2 separate regions of the Drosophila melanogaster genome follow, and region 1 is linked to region 2. A link is a contact called in public Hi-C data. All regions are on one chromosome and are shown on one strand. Each heading gives the region's core, a stretch centred on a gene start, on an enhancer-like site or on the middle of the called end of the contact. The rest is flanking DNA. Distances are from core to core; before and after follow the strand shown.

Evidence for each region. Hi-C and Micro-C count contacts between places; a contact is called where the count stands out from the background.
Region 1: a contact with region 2 is called in a Hi-C map of the Kc167 cell line, with 2.0 times the contacts expected there. The contact joins the promoter of Gga here to the promoter of Aladin in region 2. A contact is called at or near these places in 8 of 107 Hi-C or Micro-C datasets (the D17-c3 cell line, the Kc167 cell line, the ML-DmBG3-c2 cell line and 2 more).

The regions. Positions count from the first base shown.
Region 1 is chrX:9,599,443-9,605,397 of dm6, forward strand. Gga (Golgi-localized, gamma-adaptin ear containing, ARF binding protein) reads left to right here and starts at 1,588. Exons shown (of 5, transcript NM_132343.4): 1 at 1,588-1,734; 2 at 1,812-1,969; 3 at 2,639-3,233; 4 at 3,303-4,282; 5 at 4,359-4,838. The coding sequence starts at 1,698. The coding sequence ends at 4,571. It overlaps Lst8, which reads right to left. Exons shown (of 2, transcript NM_132344.4): 2 at 4,712-5,955. The coding sequence ends at 5,436.
Region 2 is chrX:9,270,147-9,275,723 of dm6, forward strand. It overlaps Aladin (aladin,), which reads left to right and starts at 3,267. Exons shown (of 4, transcript NM_001298120.1): 1 at 3,267-3,765; 2 at 3,826-4,110; 3 at 4,168-4,544; 4 at 4,781-5,507. The coding sequence starts at 3,368. The coding sequence ends at 5,121. Cfp1 (CXXC finger protein 1) reads right to left here and starts at 2,814. Exons shown (of 3, transcript NM_132328.3): 1 at 2,520-2,814; 2 at 1,770-2,457; 3 at 288-1,708. The coding sequence starts at 2,743. The coding sequence ends at 629. c11.1 (c11.1,) reads right to left here. Exons shown (of 9, transcript NM_001298121.1): 9 at 5,172-5,577. snoRNA:CG16892-a (a small nucleolar RNA gene) reads left to right here and starts at 4,568; the gene lies at 4,568-4,716.

The DNA.
Region 1 (5,955 bases), core at 338-2,837, 330 kb after region 2:
CGCGCCTAAGTAGACAGAGAGGGAGGTAGAGGCAGAGTTGGAGAGATAGAGAGAGGCGGAGATTAGGAAGAGAGTGTTGGAGAAATGGATATGGGCGAGATGGGAGGACAAAAAGTGTGTCAGTGGGCACACTCACACATACAAACACACGCGCGGAATCCTCTCGCAACAACAAATTGCGTGGGAGTGGCAACGGAATAAGTTGATAGAATGAAAAACCGGGAACGATTGTGTAATCTAGCAGTATAGTATAGTATAGGGTCCAGTCCACTACGTAAAACCCATGAGCATATGTATACATACTTATATGCATATGCCCGAGTATGGTAATCAAGGCGAACTTATCAAAGTCAGCCGCACGAAATTGCTACAAGGCACACGCCGTAATTGTTGTTGCTCGCTGGTCTTCTAGACCTCAGTGTGCGTTTGAGTTTTGCCCTTGAGTTTGTCCTTTTTGAGCAGAAGCGGCGGCGTCGACAGAGGCTTTTGTTATACGCGTCGGCGCATGTAAACTGGTTTTGGTATAACAGTTTTAGCCAGACCGATTGAGATTGAGAGAGCGCGCGAAAGAGCGGGCCCACACCGACACACCAACACACATGCGCAGGCCGGCGACGAGCCTCCTACGCGAGTGTGTGTGTGTGAGTGCCGCACGTGTTGCCAAACACAGAAAATACGATAAAAAAAAAAACAAAAAAAGAACGCAATAGTCGGGTGCCACGACCTTGAGATACCCGCCACACAAGTTATGCTGCCTAGCTTAAGGCTTACATATTATAGATCCATATTTAATGGTATATATTCAACCAAACTTCTGCATCTAAATTAGAAAATATAGTGTGAAATAACCATAGTACATATAGTGTGAACTGCTGTCCTGAAAATATATTGTAGCACACTTTGCAGCTCATGAGAAAAGAGAACGTCGCCTAAATGGATTTTTTATTAACTATGTGGCAACTTTGGATACAATTCCATTCGAACTGTCCAGTAAGCCTGTACTACACCACGGCTAATGGGTATGAAACCACCATGACCCCACCACCACGTGAACCGTTTGGGGCACCGAATTCCAGTTCCCCGTCAAGATGATGATGCAAGTGCTTCTAATTATAGCCAGCCAATTTCGTACGCCTGCGCGATGTCCTGGCGAAAGGTTAACTTAAGGTGAAATGGCCACAGGTTGCTGCCCACGCACACACAGCCAGCCCACGTGCTTGCATATACTTACATAAGATGGTCTTGTACATGCAATGGTGGTAGAAATGAATGAAATAAAAAGGGTCACTACACACGTGTATGGGGTTGCAAAAACTCATGTACTACGCATTTTTCAGTCAGTTGCAAAGCTGTTCGTTTGTTTTGATGGATATACACGAACATTTCGTATGAATTGCTTCTTCCCTAATTAAGTAAACTTTTTGAATTTAACGGTTAAAAACCATTAAACCATTAAAAACCAAGTGGCAACGTCGTGCACTCTTGTAAATCAAATTGGCATCACTTGTTGGTATTTCGTTGCAGTATAAATGACATTCTCAGCCACACGGCGACTGACCGGCGATAATATATCGATAGCAAAGCAAAGCTCGCCAAACTATCGATAGTGTCGACGGAAGAACAACAACAATATGTCTGATGTTCGAAATCAACGCAAATATTATTTATCCCCCAGTTAATATAATTGAGCCCGCACAATGACAACCGACGAGAGCATAATGGAGGAGATGCTGGGTGAGTGCAGCTGCCAATTCGCCCGCCGTAACTAGCATAACTAAGCCACTTTTTGCGGCATTTCGCCTGCAACGCAGAGAGAGCAACAAATCCGGCACAGAAAATCGACGAACTGGGCGTGCAAATGTTCTGCATTGTGGTCAAAAGCAACGCCCAATTGGTGCACAAGGCGCAGGAGATGATTGTGGCCAAGGTGCGATCCACAAATGTGACGGAGGCGACGCGAGCGATTTCGGTAAACGGTTATATTTTGCACTTTTCACCCCATTTCTTTGCATCGAACCCCCACATCCCCCTTTCACATTACCACCCACAACCACTTAACGGTAAAGGGGTATGTGTGGGCTATACACACGCAGCTGCACAGTGGGCGAAAAGCGCACACATACGCACGCACTTTTATGGCTGCGTTTGAATTAGCAACAACAATTTCGTTATCAATTGTTAATATTTGCGATCGAAATTGCGATTGCCTGGCCAACTGGGCGCAAAAGCAGCTAAAACAATATGCAACAGTTAGCGGTATTTGCATTTTTGGTATCCGACAACTTTCAAAACATAAATTAACTTGCATTATTACTAGTTTGTCTTAGTATTATTATTGTTTTTATTCTAGTTTTTCGCTTGCACTTGTCAGCTTTCCTAATCTCTTATCTTTGGTTTGTCACCATATTTGTTGCTTTATTTTTGTCGAGGAAAAAGAATTAGATTATATATCTTAATTTTAAATGTTTTTAACAAACATTAATATTTACAGTGTAAAATAGTTACTTTTTTTCATAACTTGATTGAGCAGAAAGTGACATCCATTAGTAATCAAAACACTAGTATTGGTAAAATTCCATTAAAACATGAGTAATCTAAATTAAAGTAAATGTTGATTTAACCCGTTAACCGCTTGCAGCTGCTGGAGGAGTGCATGACGCAGTGCGGCGACGACTTCCAGGACGAGGCGTCCAAATTCCGCTTTCTCAACGAACTGATACGCCTGGTATCGAAGAAGTACAAGGGCGCCGAGACGCCGCACGAAGTGAAGCAGCGGATCATGGAGTGCCTACTGCTGTGGACCACCGAGTTCCCGCAGCGTCAGAAGATACGCGATGCCTACGACATGTTGCGCAAGGAGGGGGACATCGAACACGGCACCACGGAGGCGGCGGTGGCCAAAAGGGAGAGTGTACTGGGCACTATTGACGAGGCCATGTTCGCCAAGCTGATCAAGAGCAATAATCCCGAGAACTTCAAGCGGGCCAATCTACTGCTGCAGTATCGGATGGCACAGGAGGCGCGTCGCAACGATCTGCTGGCCCAGCATCGTCTAGTCCTTTGCGAGGTGCAGGAGACGATGCAGCTGCTCAACCAAATGCTGGACACCTACGATCCCGCCAACCAGGACGTCAGCGAAACACTGCACGAGCTATACAAGAGCTGCAAGAAGCACAAGCCCATCTTTCAGCATCTGCCGCAGCTGCTGGACGATTCCGATGCGCAGCTTGTAGGTGGGTGTGGTCCCTCTTGAATGGTTCACCATTTAGCTCTTTATATAACACGTCCAACTCCCTTCGCAGCTGACACTCTGGATGCCAATTGCGCTCTACTGGCCACCATGCAGCGCTACAAGCTTCTGGTGCCATCGCCCACAAGGAGCACCGCTGCTGCCTTGACCACGAGTGCTCCAACAGTAGCTAGTTCAGTGAAGTCGACGGCCAGCTCGACCACAGCCACCACTAGCTCCAATAACGCCCAGTTGCTGAACGAACTGCTCGGCGATTTGCTCATCGACGGAAGCAATAAAGCTGCAACTACAGCCACCACAAGCCTACCAAATGCCGCGGCTAGCGGTTCGAATCCGCTGGCCGATTTAAGTGACATCTTTAGCAGCGCTCTGGCCGAAAGCGAAGCGAAGCAGCAGAGTCAGCCATTCCAGAATGCAACCACGCTGCTGGAGCCGCAGGTCATTAGTCAGGGCACCACAACCGAGGCTTTGGCCAATGGCAATGGAGGCAGCGCCAGCAAAGTGCCGGAAACAATCAGAAAGATGCCGCAAATCGATATGCTCAGCGAGGAGCTGTTCCAGCAGATCCTGCCCACCCAGGATCGGATGCCCAGCTTCAAGCGGGATCCCGAGAAGATCACGCTAAACGACTTGGCACGCGAACGAATGCACATAAAGGCGCCAGAGGAGCCAACGACTGCTAATGACCCAGCTTCTGATAGTGCTCCTGCTATTGCCACTGCCACAGCTACTGTTGATTCCATAGACGATGTTCCTTTACTCAGCGATGATGTGGAAAAGAAGGATGAAGCCGTCGTGGCTCCAGTGACAGTTGTACCGCCGGCCAAGCCGCTAAGCGAAATCAATGTGGAACTGGACAATATACAGGCCACCGGGGAGCAGCGCATCGTTCTCGACGACGACGACATGCAGCTCAGTCTGAACTTCACCAGCGATCGGCCCGGCCATCGTGTGTCGGTGATTGTGATATCGGCTCAGAACAAGAGTCGCCAGCCAGTGCGCGACTTTCAGTTCGAGGCCAGCGTGAAGAAGGTGAGCGAATCAGAGCTGGAGAAGATTACTGGTCATCGAGGTGACCGGACTAACAAGCTATCATTCTATTCCGCAGCCCTGCAAGGTGCGCCTGTTGACGCCGACGGACAGCCAAATGCCGCCGCACAAGCCCTTCCGCCCGGCCACGCCCATCAACCAGGTGATGCTCCTGCTAAATCCGACAGGCAAGGCCGTGGACGTAACATGCATTGTGGGCTACAAGCTGGGCGACGATCCGGATCCCATCAAGGAATCGATTGTGGCCAAAGGCATTGACTATGTGGACTAAAATACCCCGACATATAAGTATCACCCGCTCCCGTCCACTGAAAGCGCAGGAGGAAAATGAAAAGAACGAAAGACAGTCAATTTTCCCGCATCTATGTTGTGCTCCCCATTATCTTAAAGATACTTTTGGTTTTTCAATTTCTGTATTGTATGTGTATGTACGCTGATAAGATTTTTATTCAAATTGCATTTTGCATACAAACGATTTAGTCGTAATATAATTATGTATCAAAGGTTTATAAATTATGAAAAAGTCGCTACAAAAGCCAAGCGCTCATTTTCAGAGGTATTCTCATTAATCTGTTCAATTGTTGTGTGGATGTTGTTTTAGTTGATGCTTCAGTTCAGTTCAGTTGTCGTGTTGCCCATATATGGATTCATTGCTACTCTCCCCACTGTTTCAAAAAATGCCAAATTATTTGTTCCTGGCGGATTGTCTCGCTGGGTTGGCGGTTTTGCGGATGATTGTACATCTGAGATATTTGTTGATTTAACTGGCTTAAGATAGATCGTAATTAAGTTCGGAAGTGAATTAATGAGCACTGCTGGCAGTTTTTCAAACATTAAGGATATCAATTTTTTTGAGACTATGAATTACCATTTTATATATATGCATCTAATTGGGAAACGTAAGCTGAACTAAAACATTGAGTCTAATTAAGAGTAGAAACTAAAACCGCGATGCTTAACAAACCATTACAATTGCCATTCATTTTGTGTGGACTTAAGCCAGCTAATTGGTAGAATGACTAAAACTAGTAGGCCAATCTTTGGGGAAAGCCAAATGAAAATCCGCCACCAGGAGCCACTTACAAAGTGCCTAGACTCTAGCCGCTAGCTACTACTACTACTACTACAACTACTGCTATTTGCCCACGATCTCGTCCTTGAAGGACAGGGCAGTGATGGCCTTGGTGTGACCAGTATAATCCCTAATCGAACTCTTTGTCTGCAGCTTCCACAGTCGTGCAATGCCGTCGGATGAGGCTGTGAACAGCCATTTAGAATCGGCGCTAAAGGCGGCATCCCACACCCAATAGTTCTCGATGCACAGCTCGCGCCATTTGCTAAAGTCATCCGTCTTCCAAATGCACACAGTGCCATCGCCGGATGTCGTCAGCAGTAGCCTGGAATCGGGACTGAATTTGCAGCGCAGTATGTAGCGAGAGTGGGCCGGAATTTTCCTGTTCGGCCGCAGCGTGCTCATCTTCTGATCCTGACTGGTCAGCGACCAGATGTAGCAGTTGCCCTTGTTATTGGCCGCCGCCAAGTATCTGCCATCCGGCGAGATGGCAACATCCTGAATGGATGCGTCCACCTCGGGCACGATGCGTTCGTGCCGCTCCGACTTGACGTCCCACAGAAAGACGCTGCCATTTTGTGAG
Region 2 (5,577 bases), core at 2,017-4,516:
AATGGTTGCCCCCCGCTCTTCATTTACCCGGAACCATTGTTTCGGATATCAAAACCCGGACTCGGTGGCCTATGTCTATATGATCTTCAAAATATGTTGAGCGTAGAGTATTCTTTTTTTCATGACTTTGTTTAATGCAGTAATATTAACCTGCATTATTAAAAAAAGCCTACAGCTTAAGAAAATGTATTTAATATGCTAACTTATTTTCTAGATTATTTCTAAATACAAACTAACAATGAACAGAAAACAAATCGTATATAGAAATTATAAATAACTTGAATCCAGCTAATAAACTAATATTAAGGTGTGTGCTAATGTAATCCATGTGAATGATATCCACGGTTGAGCTGGCCTAATGTATTAATAGCATGTTGCTATCAATAAATGCATATTTGATGCTTAGTTTTCAATAACAAACATGGGCGTACCGCCGATCCCGGCGCGTAGCAACCTACTACTGGCCGGGAAGCGGACCCAACAGCTGGCGAGCGTGTTATGCGGTTGCCAGGAGAAAGGCGACACTAGAAACTTTGCGTCGGGTAAGTCCAAAGATTACTGTCGTAGAAAAATATTTCTTGGACGTCAGTTTATTGTTAGTTCTTGCTATGATTAGGGGACTACAAATCTATGTTTTTTTCTGCAGGTATATAATTTGAGTTTTCTGTGGTATTTGGGCCTTCTTTTGCTGCTGCTGCAACAGTTGAAGTTGAAGTTGCTGCAGATGATGTGGCTTCAATTGCAGTTGCTGTTGCTCCTGCTGTTGTTGCTGCTGCTGTTGTTGCTGCTGCTGTGGTTGTTGCAGCTGCTGCTGTTGTTGCTGCTGTTGTTGTTGCTGCTGCTGTTGTTGCTGTTGCTGTTGTTGCTGCAACATTAGCTTCTGCTTTTCCTGGTACTGTTTCTGCTGTGTTTGTATTTGTTGCTGGTGAGCCAGGCGTCGCCTCTGCTTCTCGAACTCTACCAGATGCTCCTGCTGTTTGCGCACCAGCTCGTCCATCACCTCGTGGTTGTAGGTGGAGTGCAGCATCAGGCCGAGCAGGTTCGCTCGCGAGGTGAGCTGCTGCCGCATCACGCGCTCCTGCTCCATCAGGTCGTCCATCTTGAGCCATTGACGCACACGCTCCAGATCTATCTCAGCACGCCGGATCTTCTCCCAGGCGTAGTGCTTGAAGCAATTCTTCTTTGGCGCACGACAAAACTCGCCCGTGGGATTGAAGACGTTGTTCACTAAGGGCGAACCACACACATCCGTATCGTTCACCTTCGGATCCTTGCTGTGCTCCGGACACAATACTCTCAATCGCTTACAGTAAGTCTTACTTGCCGGATTGTAGAAATCACAAAACATATTGTTTCCCTCCATTCGCGTTTTGAATATGCTCCCGAAGCTGGCCTGCGATTCGTATTTGTTGAAGCACTTCTCCATATGCTTGATGGCAGTGCGCGAGTGAATCTCGTGGCCACAGGTGATGCAGTACATGCTCTGTTCGTCCTCCATGTCGGCGGTGTCTTGTGACCCCAATGTATCAATGGAGCTTCGTTTGGCTCGCTCCACCACCATGTTGAGCTCTTCGGAGCGCTTCTCTAGCTCGGCAAGTGCGAAACGCACCAGGGACTGCTTATGACGAATGTTATCAAGATGCTTGCGTGTTTCCTCGGCGGCGCGGCTGGGCGTTAGATTCCACTCTTGCAGTCGTTGCGGCAGAACCTGAGAGTGTAAAGGACTTTGGTGTTTAATTGTCATAGTCTGGCCAAAAAATGAAACTAACCTGGAAGATGCGTTTTGTGGCCAGATTGAAGCCACACTTATCGCTGCAGTACTTGCTCTGCGGTCTCGCATGGGAGCAGCAATTGGGTCCGTAGCACTGCCGGATGCCTTGTAGCTCCGGATTGAGGAATATCTCCGGACTGGCCGCCCGCGGGCCCACTTGGACATTGCGACTCTTGGGTGCCGCCTTTTCCCGCTTCCTACTTGGGCCGGCTTGAGTTGCCTGCGACTCCTTTAAGACCGTCGCCGCCTGGACAACGCAGGTGCGGAATATGCAGCGCGGCTTGTGGCCCACGCGAACGCGGCACGCGTCGCACTGGTTGCAATTGGGACGCCGGCATCCCTCACAGGTACCACAACGTTTGCCCATCTTTGGTTCTCGGGCGCTGCTGTTTTTGCGCTTCGCTGCCGCAGTGGTCGGTGGCGGCGCTTGCTGGCTGGTTGTTGCGGACGCCACCGGTGCAGCAGCAGGCGCAGCTCCCGATGGACCTACGCCCGGGGCATTGAGACTTGTAGAGGCGGCGTTCGATGCGGCTGCCCGTTCGGTGGCCACCAGGCGGAATATGGTTTGTAGTTCGGGATTCTCCTTTTTGCAGCGCCGGCAGTAGTACTGTTTGATGTGTTTAGCCTCCTTCTCGGTGATCCCTATACAGTCGCCGTGGTACCACTCCTCGCAACCATCGCAGCCTCTGGAAAGCGAAGGGTACAAGTAGTTAGCCGGGATCTAGCCCTTTAAGGCCATTCAACTCACATCATGAACCTGGAGCAGTCGGAGGAGCGGCATATGCAGTACGCTTGGTCTTCCTGCTTTAGAATGGTGGCTATCTTGGACTTGCGCTCAGGCAAATCAAATTCCCGTGCGATCTCCCGCCTGATTTCCTCTTTCTGTTTGGAAACCTCCTTTGTAGTTAAAAATATGATTGCCGTGCAGCGGGTGAAACTTACGGTCTTCTTATATTTGCGCTTGTCCGTCATCTCGCAGCAATCTTTCCGACAACAAATCCAGTCCAAATCCAAATCCGTCAATTAAGTTTCATGGAATTTTTTTTTGCGATGGAGATGGTGAATGAAAGGATATCGATAGCCTACTAATAATGTATTGCAGACAATCGATAGGTTCTGGCCTAATAAAATATATAATATTTAGCATAAAACTACGTTGTAGATTTTAATTGATGTATGACTATACAATAAAAACAATTTTAGGTATTTATTGTAAGCTGTGTATAAATATAAAATGCTTCGTAACACTTATATCGAGAGAACTAATTCCATAGTCTTAATAACAAACGATAGTGTGTTCGAGATCTATGAGATTAAATAGAGTTCTTGAAAGAGAAACAACGTGAATATAAAACCTACAAAAGATTGTTACTTTATATATACCTAATTTTTATTTTTCGATAATCTTTAAGATTTTGCCGCGGCCCAGTATTTTCGAAGTTTCGTAAAATTAAACATCGATAGAAAAATTAAGCATCGAATTACCACTGACATTGTCGGCTTTTTCTCACCTCTAATAACCGCGCGGTTTTTTCTTTGTATTTCGTTACCATTTTTTCTCAACTGAACTGAATTGAATGTGAATAGTCTGCAATTATGGCGGCCCTGAGCAACCTAAAACAGTGTCCGCCGTTCTCCACGCTGCCGGATCTGGCGCTGCGGCACAATCACATCCCAGAGCTGGAACGCTATCCGCAGATAAACCTGAACAGCGAACTTCTGGCCAATCCGGCTGGTCAGCGGTACTACGGCGGACAGAGCTTCGTATCTGTGAATGAGGGTGTCCTAAAGCGCATAGCTCGCAGCTTCTTTAATGGCGGATTCTGGAAGACGCTGGAGGAGGCACGCAGCCCAGAGACCAGGGAGCAGGCGCCGCTTATTGCCCAGGCGGGTGATTTAATCGCACAATTTCTGGGCCTGGCCACCGGCCTGAGGATCCTCCCGCACACCCAGCAGCTTAGTGCAGAGCGTATTGCTCAGTTCGTGGAGACCAGGTGGGTGGGGCGCAGCCAACTGACCAATAATACCTAAACCTTACTGTCCCATTCATTCAGGGATTGGCTCAACAGCGATGTGCGCTATCTTGCCTGGAATCAGCACTTCTTTTGCTTAGCCGTAGCCGGTGTAGACGATGTGGTGCGCATCTACACAAAGAGTTCCAGTGCGACCACTGCCACTGTTTTAAAGAGTCCATCCCAAACGCAGATCACCTGCATGGCGTGGCGTCCACTCTGCGCTTCCGAGATCGTGATAGGTTGTCGGCAGGGTCTGTGTTTCTGGGAAGTGGACAGCACTTTGCATTTGGGACGCACAAATGCACCCAGCGAGATTTTTAAATAGTCAGTATAGAAAATTTATCGTTAGTTGGTAAATACATAACTTATTTTCCCTTTTAGCCCAAACAATCTGCCAATAACCTCGATGCAGTGGAACAAGGATGGCACCCAGTTGGCCACCGCCTCAATAGGAGATCGTTCCATTATTATCTGGCAGCCGGACACCGGAATGATGCAGCCACTCAAGCGTTTGGGTCCGCCGGGCTCGCTGCTGAAGTGGTCGCCGGATAATGACTGGCTGTTCGCAGCCACCGTGGATCGGGTGTTCCGCGTGTGGAACTGCCACCAGCAATGGACCACCGAGCGATGGGTGTGCGGTCCCGGAGGCTATGTCCAAACAGCCTGTTGGTCGCCCTGCGGTCGCTTCCTGCTCTTCGTCAGCAGTGCCGAACCGATTCTCTACCGCCTGCAGTTCGTGCAACAGAGTCTGCTATCCTGTAAGTACGAAAGCTTTGAGTACGTATTCAGGGCAGTCTGCTCCCAGTGTCTGAACTGAAACGGTGGTCAGATACAAGGGTGCGATTTGGGGCTGCCCCAGATCAAAGCAGTCAGTAACAGGTTGGCGGCTGTTGCAGCTTACAGACCGCCTGTATAATGCTGACTACAAAAACAAAAACCGGTACCAATGTACTAGTTGATATTTAACATATTCCGTTTTTGTATCTCCTTGCAGCTTCGGCGGATGAGAAGGAAATCCTGCCCATTGCAGATCTAAATGCTTGTAGCATTGATGCGAATCGCACGCTTGTCGGTGGTCCCGCCCAGCAGCTTGCTTGGGATCCGCATGGCAATTATCTGGTAGTCACATTCAAGGCGACCAACTGCATCGCCGTCTTCCGCACCTTCATACAGAAGTTCGATCTGCAGATTTCGGCGGCTTACTATCTGAGCGGCGAGACGGCGGCGGAGCACCCGAGCTTCATCTGCTTCCAGCCACTCTACGAGGATAACGATCGCTCCGTGCTGACGATCGCCTGGTCGTCGGGCCGCATCCAGTACTACGCCTTCGACTGATCTTAAAGCTTAGTGATTTTCATAGTAATACATTTTTTGATTTGGTTTTTGTAAGCGTTAATACACAGTTAAACAGGTTAACCTTAATTTGGAATCCAACAATGGTAGGGGATTGAGATAAATTCAAAGGTGTGAGTCTGTGGCACTTGAAAGTATATCTGTAATGTGGCAGGTAATTGACTTTTACAAGCAAACAGTACCATTGCCACACCCCCACATTTATCTCTTTTTTACAGATTTGATTGAAATGGACAAAGCGTTTTACACCTTTAAGGTAATTGAATCAATTCGAGAACAATTCCTAATTTATTATTTTTGCTTAAAATTGGTCCAGCAATTGTTTTGCAATTTATATAAAGAATCAAATAAAATATCTGATTACGCTTATAAGGATTTATTAATATTTTTAATAAAATACCACTTCCTTAATGGAATACAATCAATTTTTGACAACGT